Regions from separate parts of the Mus musculus genome. Here regions 1, 2 and 3 are each linked to region 4. A link is a contact called in public promoter capture Hi-C data. All regions are on one chromosome and are shown on one strand. The core of a region is the stretch at or near the end of the contact, and the rest is flanking DNA. Distances in the headings are between cores, read along the strand shown.

The links. Promoter capture Hi-C pulls out the DNA fragments that hold promoters and counts their contacts.
Region 1: a contact with region 4 is called in a promoter capture Hi-C map of liver, with 3 times the contacts expected there. The contact joins the promoter of Med22 here to the promoter of Bmyc in region 4. A contact is called at or near these places in 3 of 39 promoter capture datasets (hippocampal neurons and liver) and 1 of 115 datasets of contacts at active chromatin or transcription factors (astrocytes).
Region 2: a contact with region 4 is called in a promoter capture Hi-C map of embryonic stem cells, with 4 times the contacts expected there. The contact joins the promoter of Adamtsl2 here to the promoter of Bmyc in region 4. A contact is called at or near these places in 3 of 39 promoter capture datasets (embryonic stem cells and liver).
Region 3: a contact with region 4 is called in a promoter capture Hi-C map of embryonic stem cells, with 5 read pairs. The contact joins the promoter of Slc2a6 here to the promoter of Bmyc in region 4. A contact is called at or near these places in 3 of 39 promoter capture datasets (embryonic stem cells, hippocampal neurons and liver).

What each region holds. Positions count from the first base shown.
Region 1 is chr2:26,909,337-26,912,036 of GRCm38.p6, forward strand. Med22 (mediator complex subunit 22) reads right to left here and starts at 1,306. Exons shown (of 4, transcript NM_001033908.1): 1 at 957-1,306. The coding sequence starts at 1,079. It overlaps Rpl7a (ribosomal protein L7A), which reads left to right and starts at 1,471. Exons shown (of 8, transcript NM_013721.3): 1 at 1,471-1,494; 2 at 1,670-1,790; 3 at 2,086-2,235; 4 at 2,683-2,700. The coding sequence starts at 1,492. Gm23969 (a small nucleolar RNA gene) reads left to right here and starts at 1,925; the gene lies at 1,925-1,998.
Region 2 is chr2:27,078,118-27,080,817 of GRCm38.p6, forward strand. Adamtsl2 (ADAMTS-like 2) reads left to right here and starts at 1,262. Exons shown (of 19, transcript NM_029981.2): 1 at 1,262-1,456.
Region 3 is chr2:27,026,694-27,029,393 of GRCm38.p6, forward strand. It overlaps Slc2a6 (solute carrier family 2 (facilitated glucose transporter), member 6), which reads right to left and starts at 1,305. Exons shown (of 10, transcript NM_172659.2): 1 at 1,124-1,305; 2 at 448-610. The coding sequence starts at 1,212.
Region 4 is chr2:25,705,485-25,708,184 of GRCm38.p6, forward strand. It overlaps Bmyc (brain expressed myelocytomatosis oncogene), which reads left to right and starts at 1,395. Exons shown (of 1, transcript NM_023326.2): 1 at 1,395-2,237. The coding sequence starts at 1,442. The coding sequence ends at 1,954.

The DNA of each region.
Region 1 (2,700 bases), core at 56-2,555, 1.2 Mb after region 4:
AGAGATGGTACATTCAGTTCGATTCCCAGCAACCACAAGGTGGGTCACAACCAGCTGCCATAGGATCTGATGCCCTCCCTCTTCTGTCTGATGTTCTCTTCTGTCTTGCAGGTATAGATGCAAATAGAGTCCTCATATACATTAAATAAATCAATCTTTTAAAAAGACATTGACTTATTTAATGTATATGAGTTCACTGTTGCTGTCTTCAGACACACCAGAAGAGGGCATCAGATCTCATTACAGATGGTTGTGAGCCACCATGTGGTTGTTGGGAATTGAGCTCAGGACCTCTAGAAGGGCAGTCAGTACTCTTAACTGAGCCATTTCTCCAGTCCTTAAATAAATAAATCTTAAAAAGAAAGAAAAGATGTTCAATAAAGGATTAAAAAGACAAACTTTCTGATCTCTGAGTTTAAGCTTACAGGTGGACCAGCTGGAGCCTAACACAGACCTCAGTGGGCTTGAGGCTTCTCAGAAATTATTTAAATAGAACAGCATTTCTCAACCTGTGGATTGCCTTTCACAGGGGCTGCCTAAGACCATCGGAAAACACTGGCATTTACGACTCAAAGGGTAACAACAGTTCTGTAGTTGCAACAAAAATAATTTTATGGCTGGAGGTCACCACAACATGAGGGTTGTGGTGTTTAAGGGTTAAACTCACCAGTCATCACAAGAATCTATGGCAAGGGTAAACCTCAGCCCAGGTGGCTAGTGCTCAGTAACTAACGTAGAGCCCTGGCAAACGGGCCAGAGTTCTCCTCTCTGCTCTGTGCTTGTCACTATTTGGCTCTTCTATTTATCTGCTGTCCCATTACTTTTAACGCCTCTTCACTCCTACCCGCACCGGTCAGGTGAGTCACATTCCCTCTGCTTTCCTCACCCCTGTACCCAGGCCCCAGGGAAAACCAGTCCCAGCCTTCTCCAATGGCTTCGGAACAGCTACCACACACCTTGGCGGTCTTGATGATCTCGGTGAAGTTGTCCATGATGGACTTGATGTCGTCTTTGAGCCGCTTGTTGTATGACTGCAGCAGCGTCTCCTTGCTCTGGGGAAGGGCTCTCTGCTGGGCCATGGCGGGCCCTGGACGAGAACCAGTCTGGTCCGGCCCGAACCGAGTACTGAGGGCTGGGGACCGGGATTTCCGATACAACAGCTCCGTCCACGAACACACGCCCGGCAGCAGGCCCTTACGGCGAGGGAACAAAGCACCCGCACGCTCCTTCCCGCGGCTTCCGTTCACTCCTGGCGCCTCCCGCCGCCTCTCGGAGCCTGCGGTCCGGTGCCAGGGCCCGCCCGCCTGGACGAACGCGCAGCCGCGGCCCGACACGCCCCCGCTCAGGCTCCGCCCCTCTGTCAGAGTCCGAAGTGGGTCCTTGTCGCTTTAAATCCGAAATCCCGCGAGGGCGCCTGCTCTCGCGATATCTGCGGCCACTTACTTATCCCCCACAATTCCCTCTTCTTTCTTTCTCCAGCAGCCGAGCAAGATGGTGAGTGTCTCTGGGCCCCCGCGCTATCCGCCTCCATCCGCCGCCCGTCGCCCGTCAGCGGCGTTCTCCGCCGTCCCTGTCTCCTCGGGGTCCCTCGCGGAAAGGGAGCCACAGCGACCGACTCACAGGCAATGACTCCGCTGCCCGATGGCACGGGTTTCTCTCTTCCGTACAGCCCAAAGGGAAGAAGGCCAAGGGGAAGAAGGTGGCCCCGGCCCCCGCCGTCGTCAAGAAGCAGGAGGCCAAGAAGGTGGTCAACCCTCTGTTCGAGAAGAGGCCCAAGAACTTCGGCATTGGTAAGGAGTGGCGTCGGCGTGTCACAAGGGCAAGGCGCCTTGACGGGCAATGGACTGAATGAGAGCCGGGCACCGTCCCGAGCAGCCGCCACTGCGCATGCTCGGCTGGTGTGAGAAGGGGAATGGTGGTCGTGTGCAGATGATGTGACAGAATATTTGCTATCAGATGAGTGGTGATGACACTAGAACCACCAAGATCGCTGATGCACCGACGCCCTCCTGCCCTGGGTACTGCCTCGGCTGCAGGCCGGCCCGAGGAGAGGCCTCGGTCACAGTGTCCCTCTTAACTTCCCAGGACAGGACATCCAGCCCAAAAGAGATTTAACGCGCTTCGTCAAATGGCCCCGCTACATCAGACTGCAGCGGCAAAGAGCTATCCTCTACAAGCGGCTCAAAGTCCCTCCTGCCATTAACCAGTTCACCCAGGCCCTGGACAGGCAGACAGGTGAGGTTCCGGGCCCCAGAGCCAGAAACTGGCCCCGAGTTTGCCCTTACTGCAGTGCATGGCCACACTAATACAGCTATGAAGAGAGAGGTGGAAGGGGGTCCCCAGTCCCTCCACCTGGAATGGGCGGGATTTGGTGAGGAAGCAGTTGAGGAAGGATCCCCGTGTTGACCTCCTGCCGTCTCATCAGTGTACCACAATAGGGTGGTTTTGTTGGGGGATCAGGGTCTCTAGTTGTGGAGCTCAGCATTGCTGCCTGTTTCATGAGTGCTGGTATTAATGGCATGAGCCACAGCCATTCAGGGCTAGGAGGTCAGACACAACTTTTCAATGCCAGGTTAAGTGACAGGTTAGAATTGGGCCTGGGCGTGAGATTGCTGGCCAAGTAATAGCCCCAGCGCCTTTAAAGGGATTCAGGCTTAGAGTCCAATTGAATGTGTTTTCCAGCTACTCAGCTGCTTAAGC
Region 2 (2,700 bases), core at 12-2,511, 1.4 Mb after region 4:
ACACCGGCAGAGTGAGAGCTGACCCTCTGCCCCCTGTCGCAGTCTAAGCTGGGAGAGCCAGCCAGCATCTTTGAAGAACCAGGCAGAAGGAGAGGGTGTGTGGCAGAGCAGCGCCGCAACCTGTATCTGTCACAACTTTGACTGGTGGCTTTAGCAGACCACTCCACTTCCCAGCCTCAGTTTCTCCTCGGTAAAGTACAGATGATGAAGATGCTTGTCACCTGACTCAAGCCTCACAGAGAGGCTGGGTGCTGATTGGTTTTTGCTGGTTGCTTTGTTCTTGGCTGCGGTCTGGTGGTCAGACACAAGACTTCCCCCAGGGTATCACTCTTAGCAGCCCAAAGAGGCAGCTGAAGAAGCTTATCATCTAGCACAGAGGGAGGGACAAGAGGGAGGGACAGAGAAAAGGAGAGGACTTCCAGTCCCCACTACAGGGACAGAGGCATGGATGAAATGGCTCAGCCAGCTTGTGGGATGTTGTTTCAGAATCACTTAGCATTTGAAGGTGCCTGTTTTCCAGGACGGGGTGCTTCAGAGAGCAGGAAATGTCAGAGCAGACATCTCATCATCCAAAGTCCTCTTGGATTCATAAGACTTCAGCTCTAGCTCAGCAGGGACAGAGCTCTTGAGTCCTGCTTGCTTGCCAATAGCTGCCCAGCTGCTGTGGGGTCCAGCCAAGCTGGTACCAAACATCTGCAGAATACCCCGTGCCGACGATCTTCCTAGACATCTGGTCGATAGGCTGTAGCCACCTCTTCCTCTCCCTGGAGCCATTGGTTGGTTGATCTCTGGATGTATCTCAGTTCCTCCGTTGTTCAGGTCTGTTTTCCAAGGACGGAGGGTGGCCTGCACCCGTGCAATGTCTGGACCTCTGTGTCTTCCCTGTGAACAGGAGCCGAAAGCCTGGACATCACATGGTTTCCAGCCTTCTCTGGAAGCTGAAGTTAGATGGGTGGGTCAAGGGGGCTCCGCTCCACCACTGCCAACCTCCCTCCACATGACCTCAGGCTAATTGATCCATTAGGGTCAGTCACTCTGGACCTAGGCAAGCCAGTCTCAGGCTCACTCACTGATCCTGGACTGTGGCAGCAGCAGCCAGCAGGCAGCTGGACAGCCTGGCCATACTCCAGAGGAGCAGAGCGGGTTAAAGTGTGCGCCCGGCCAGCCGCCAGCAGGCTGGGCGGGGGAGCAGCGGTGGGAAGTGTGAGTTCCTCCCCGTCTGCCTGACAGCTATAAAGGCAGCTGCGGCCACAGAGCAGCCACTGGGCTGAGAGCCCCTCCTGGGAACCCCCTCCCTTGAATGCTCTTTGAAGTGGGAGAGGGAGGCAGCTGGGGAAGCAGGACCAGAGACAGGCAGAGCCCGCACATCTCTGCACTCACCTTCCTGCACCGTGCACCTGGCAGTAGCTCTCACCCTTTTCTCTAAAAGGAGGACAACCTGCTGACCCTGGGTGAGGTAGGCCACTACATACTTGTCCCTGCTCATACTGTGGTCTTTGGGAGGTGTGAGATGTAGCTTATCCCAGACCAGCCAAGCTGTTCAGAATGGGGGCCGGGGGATGTCCCAGCCCCTGGTGAGGGTATTCAACCACAGAGAAAGGGGGGAACAACCTATGCCACACAGTGGCAGGGTGGTCCTGAGGCAACAACCTTGGTACTAGCAGTTGCTGTCTGGTCTGCAAAGCCATGCTGTGGTGGGCCTGTTGAAGGTTTTGGACCCTAGGGAGAGATGGATCCTGTTTGAGCTGGACTTGGCTGGAATCCAGCAGTGTCTGGGAGCCTTAATGAAAACCAAGTGTGAGGCTGACTGGGCACCTGTCTTTGGCAGCAGCAGGGACTGGGGAGCCATGGAGGCTAATGGGACTGTGTGAGATGGGGACTCTGTGCTGGAGTGAAAATAGGGACTCAGATGGAGACCTTCAGTGTCGGGGGTGGGTGGACGTAAGGGTGATGCTGACCAAGCTCCTGGACACCTGCAGGAGAAGGAGGGAGGGAGGGAGAAAAAAAGGGAGAGGGAGAAGGACAGAAGGACAGTAGGACAGTAGGACAGTTGGTATCAGGGCTTCGAGGGTGCTGACCATTTCCAGACTTTCTTCCCCTGGAATTGCTGGGTGCGACTGAGTCCCTAAGTTTGCTCTGTGGTGTGTGTGTGTGTGTGTGGTGGGGGAGGGGGCAGTAGGCTACCTTGTTGTGTGGCTTTGGGCAAGCTGCCTCTTTTTTCTGAAGCCCATTGTCTAACTCACCAGCAGATGACACCCACCTGGGACAAGCTACATTAGCTTCCTTTCTAGGACAGGGTTTAAATTGAGGTGCGCAGCAGCCATTCTGAGAGTTGGAGCAGCAAGGCTGGAAGCTCTCTTGATTTGATTCACCGTAACCCTTGGTGGGTGTTTGGGTTTGAGGGGCTGTTTTGTTGGAAGGGAATCAGGAGCCAGGTGCAGGCTGTACCTCCTTCTGCCCCTCCTCCATATCTCTGTTCTCTCAAGAGAGAAGGGCCCTGAGACAAAGTTTGGAGCTAAGACGAAAGGATGGAGACTTACCATCCAGAGACTACCCCACCCGGGGATCCATCCCATAATCAGCCACCAAACCCAGACAATATTGCATATGCCAGCAAAATTTTGCTGAAGGGACCCTGTTATAGCTGTCTTGTATGAGGCTATGCCAGTGCCTGGCAAATACAGAAGTGGATGCTCACAG
Region 3 (2,700 bases), core at 55-2,554, 1.3 Mb after region 4:
ATGCTCAGGAGACCCCAAATCTTTCCAGCTTTGCTGTCAAGTCGCAGTCCTAACTCAGGGTCTACTGACATTCTAACGTTAAAGTCTTGGGCTCCTGGGCTCTGTTTAGCCACGTTCTGTCCTTGTCCATATGGCACCTCTCATCCCGCTAGCATCTGGTGTGACTGCCTCCAGGCACCCAGGAGGATGTCAGCTCTGCTGTGGCAGCCTGGCTTTGGGTATGGGGTTGGGAAATCTTCCCCTCAGCCCTGGCCCACATCTCTGCAGGATGTCACTTCCTCATGTCACTTGCCATCACCGCTAGCAGACGGGAATGCGTGTTAGGGAGAGATACCGGTGCTCTAGGGGAGGTTCCAAGGCTAGGTGATTTTAGTTCCCTGTGGTAAGCAGGTTGAGTGGGCCCATGCTCCCTCCACTACCCCATCTGATTTAGAGAACAGGCCTCACCCCAAACCAGGATGCCTGGATTTTGTCCAGGTGTAGTGCTGGGTCAGAAGAGAGCTTCAGTTCAGGGATGACTGGAGATGTGTAGACCAAGGCATACCCAAAGCTGAAATTGCCCAGCACAGCGGCGAAGGTAGCCAGGAACACCCTTCTGTTTTTCAAGGCCCTGGTGGGGGATGGGGTAGAACCAAAGGACCAAGGACAAGTCCTTTAAATGGACCCTGAGTTCCCAGACTGCTGCCTTCCCCGAGCCCATGACCATCCAGCTCGGCAGATAACCAGGAGAGGCCTGGGTCCAGGGCCAGTCAAGTTGTCTTCAGGCCTTAGCAGCAGCTCTGGGAAATCCCCAGGCTGTCGGCTGGGGCTGGTGCCCGTTTTCTCCAGAAAAGAAATTGTGGTTTTTGCCTCCTGTTGTGATGCTCAAAGCTTGTTCTGTGATCTTAGGCAAGACCCATGTCCTCCCCCTGTGGCAGGTGGGGATCCCACCCAGTATTCCTTTGGAGGCTCTCTTCTTTATGGTGGTCCAGTTCTTTAAATAGGACTTGCGAGCATGCGGTAAGAAAGAGTCAGATGACTCTTGGTGGCCACTCACCAGAAGTCAGTAATGGCCCAAGATGTGTATCGTCTGCTGGAGATAAGGCCATCCCAACCTCCCATGCCCACACCCTGAGACTCTCACCCGGCTCGTTCTCTCTCTCCAGGAGTCGCGGGCACCTCGGGGAAGGTATCATAGTCGAGTCCCTCGGTTCTTAGCAGGGGTTCCTGCATGGCCAGCGCGGATGGTCAGATACAGCGGGACTCCACTGCAGAGCTAAAGCATCTGCCTGAGCCCTCAGCACAGCAGGCGAAGCTCCGCCCTACAGATGCGATTGGCTGCAGGGCGGCCCTGCAGAGCCGTGCTGTCCAATGAGACAGCCGCACGCCTCGGATGCAGGGTGCGATCGGGCTCCCGGGCGTGTCCCATCGCGTGCGCCTTGAGGCGCTGGATTCTGCCGGGGAAACCCGCTTCTAGGGCAGGGCCGCCTGAGCACCCTTTCGCCAGGCTAAGAGCGTGGACTGCTCCATGGCTGGGTCTGGCTTTATGGAGGAGAAGCCCAGAGAGTCGTAAGCTTGCCAAGGTCACACGGAGGATTGTTATTATTATATATTTTTTTATTATTGCCTTGCTTGGCCCTGTTCTGTGCCCTCTCCCGTCACATAGATGTCACTTCTACACCTGCCACTTCACTTCTCGCCTCCTAACCCTAGTTGACTCCAATGAATCACTACTTTGGGTGTGTACAGTAAGTAGGAGGAGGGTGGAGCAGAAACAATTAGGGGTAACTCCAGCAGGTGCCCTGCGGTGTCTCACCCCATAGCTGTGGACAAACCCCAAGGCTTCTCTCTGCTAGCAAGCAATCTGTCTCTGAGCTACATTCCTGATCTCTGGGATTTCCTGGTTGTCCAAATAGCTTGCACTGTTCAAAATCATTCCAGTAATGGTATAAAATGACCAAAAAAAACGAAACAGAAACTTCTCTAGGAGGTGGAAAAAGCCACAATCAAGATGCCTATCTGTGTCTTTGGACTTTTTCAGTCACAGGAGTGGACTTACTTCCTGTTCACATTTATAAACTGACCCTTTGTTACCAGGCTATTAAAACAGTAAAGGGTGTTGTAGAAGTCTCAGTTCCCCTTTAGAAACACTTCTAGAGAGGACAGTAGAGACCACAAAACTGCTGCGACCCACCCTGGCTGGACGTCTTTCCTTCCTGTGTTTGCCTTGCCTGTCTGTTACTTAGTGGGGAGGTGAACTTTCAGTGAGTGGTGTTCCACTTCACATCCAAGCTGAGTGTGTGTGTGTGTGTGTGTGTGTGTGTGTGTGTTATACATAATTTTGGGAGCCTGAGAGCACTGGCTGCTCTTGCAAGGACTCAGGTTTGATTTCCCAGCCCCACGGGTTGGCACACAACCCTCCTCTTACCTCCATTTCCAGGACAATTGGTGCCTTTTGGCATCAGCTTTTATGTGGTACAGACAAAACACCCAAACATGTGAAAAACTTAAGATATATAATTTTTAAATTTTATGTCTGTCTGTGAGTCTGTGCTCCTGAAGCTGAAATGATGGACTTGTAGGAGCTGGAGTTACAGGCCGGTCAGTCACCAAATAGTAATGGGAGCCAGAGCATATAGGACCTGGTCTTGTAACCGCTGAACCATCTCTTCAGGCCCCTTCCACTCCTTTGTCATTTGAGACAGGGTCTGATGTATTCCA
Region 4 (2,700 bases), core at 145-2,644:
TGGAAGAGTAGCCAGGGCTCTCTACCAGCGAGCTATCCTTCAGCCCCACTCACTTAGAAGTTTAATACAGACCTCAAATATCTATAACAACATATTGTCCAGAAACCAGAAATGTTCTTGAAATCATTATTTTTCCTTTCTAAAAATTTGATATAAAATAAGGAAAGAAAAGAGAAAATAGGTTAGATCTTTTAATTTTTTTTAAAGAATTCTGTGTTATGGATTTTCTTGTTTGTTTGAGCCAAGTTCTCACTATGTAGACCAGGATATCCTGGAACTTACTATGTAGCCCAGCCATGGTAATCCTCCTGCCTCAGCCTTCCAATGTATGAGCTGCCTTGACTGCTTGGCATTATGTAATATTTAATCATAAAGTGTTTTAGAAGTTTAATTCATGCCTAAATTTAATGTGTAGCTCACACATATTTGTATCTACATTTTAGAAAATTTGCAGGAGCCATTCATAGATGCAAGCATCATATACTCATTACAGGTGTGTGGGATGATGCTGGAGATGGTCTCTGTAGTTAAGATCTCTCGCAGAGATCCAGAGGTCCTGGGCCTTAGTTCGCAGCACTCACACAGAGGCTCACACTGTCCTGACACAGTTCCAGGGGATCAGTCTTCCTCTTTGGGTCTCCATGGGGACTGGGCATGTAGGTGATGATGCACTTACATATATGCAGGCAAATCATTCATACACTTAAAATGATATAAATAAATAAAAAAAATAGTGTAGCTTTAAGAAAACCCTTGAAGACCCGAAGCAAGTATGCCACCACAGAGATCCTTGAACGCGGGTTTATTACGGACATTTCCACAATAGCTGTTCCGGAACCAAGGTGTCCATCGTCAGAGGAACGGACAATAAAGATGTGGTTCGTATGTGGAAGTGGAACATTTTCAGTCATAAATGAGAGCAAAGAGTGTCATTTGCAAGAAATGGATGGAATTGGAGAGTATCATATTAAATGAATTAAGTCAGTCTCAGAGAGACAAGATCTTTGCTTTTTTCATCCATGGGTTCTCGATTTCATAGGTACATGAAATCACACGTGTTACAAATGACATGAAAGTAGAAGAGTCACTGGGCGAACGAAGAGGACTGAGAGGTGGAGAGGTAGACACTAGCAGGAAATGAGTGAGAGTATGCGGAGAATAGGTTATCTGCGTCCACGAAAATGTATCCTGTGCACGTAGGATGCAGCGCCTATAGCCCCTCTCCGTAAGGTGGCGCGATACTTTGAGCGTGGCGTCTGGCGACGAGCTGACGCCTCCTCCCTCCGCTGCAGCCGGAGACCGAGCCTGGTGAAGGGACTGTCGGGATTGTCGGAAGTGAGGGTCTGGGAAGGGGAGTGGTTCGGGGCTGCTGCGCAGCGCGCCAGGTTTCCGCAGCAGCCCTGCACCCCTCCGGGTCGCCTCCAAACGCAACGCCGCGACCATGCCCCTCCACGTGAGCCTCGCTAACGGCAACCGCGACCTGGACTATGACTCGGTGCAGCCATACTTCATGTGCGACGATGAGGAGGAGGACGTGCACCACCAGCAGCCGCCGCAGCCGCCAGCGCCCAGCGAGGACATCTGGAAGAAATTCGAGCTGCTGCCCACGCCGCGCCCGTCCCCGGGCCACGCCGGGCTCTACTCGCCTCCCTGCGAAGCGGTCGCCGTGTCTTTCGCCCCCAGGGACCACGACGGTGATAGCTTCTCCATCGCAGACCTGCCCGAGCTGCCAGGAGGAGACGCGGTGAAGCAGAGCTTCGTCTGCGACCCGGATGACGAGACCTTCGTGAAGAACATCATCCTGCAGGACTGTATGTGGAATGGCTTCTCGGCCTCCGCCAAGCTGGTCTCCAAGCTGGACCCCTACCAGGCTGTGCGCAAAGAAGGCACCGGCGTGAGCCTGGCCGCCGACGTGGAGCCTGCTACGCCTCCAGACTGCACCTGCAACACCTGAGCGCACAGCACGGGGGGCTTTGGACTGTAAGCTTCAGCCATGTTAACTGCCTCAAATCCTGGGCGTAAGAGAACCCTCCCCTCCCTCTTTTCTTTTTTAAGCTTGCCACCCTTCCTCACTCCCCTTAACAGATTTGTATTTGTTTAAAAAAGGAATCTTAAAGTATATCAATTTTCCAACATCAGCTGGACCCTTAAGTGTAAATAACATCAATAAAAACGTCTTATCAGTTATACAAGATTTTAGGATATGAAATATAAAAAGGTATATTTTCCTTTCAAAAGCTGATTCTTTTTTATTGTTTAAAGAAAATCAAAGTAATTCGGAAATATGTTGAGCCCATGCTTAAAAAAAAAACAGCTTTATGAAACATAGCAAAATAAGGAACCGAGGAGCTACAGACAATACTACTGCTAAAAGTAGACTAAAAGTAAGAAAGGGGAACTTTATGTGACCAAAAAGGAAAAGAAAAAAGAAAGAGGAAAAGACAAAAGATGAGATAGATGCATAAACAAAGTTAGATAGACTGAGGGGTTTTAAACAATTGATATAATTTTAAAAATAAAATAAAGGTACTACTGAAGCATAGCAAAAAGGTGAATCAGGAGAGGCAGGAAAAAACAAACAAACAAACAAAAAAAACCTCCAGAGTACCGGTGCCTCGCCTCTCTGGCTCCTCTGTCTTTAGACACTGCTGGGTGTATGCGGGGAGGTGGTGTGGTGGTCACCTGAAGTGGAGACTGTCT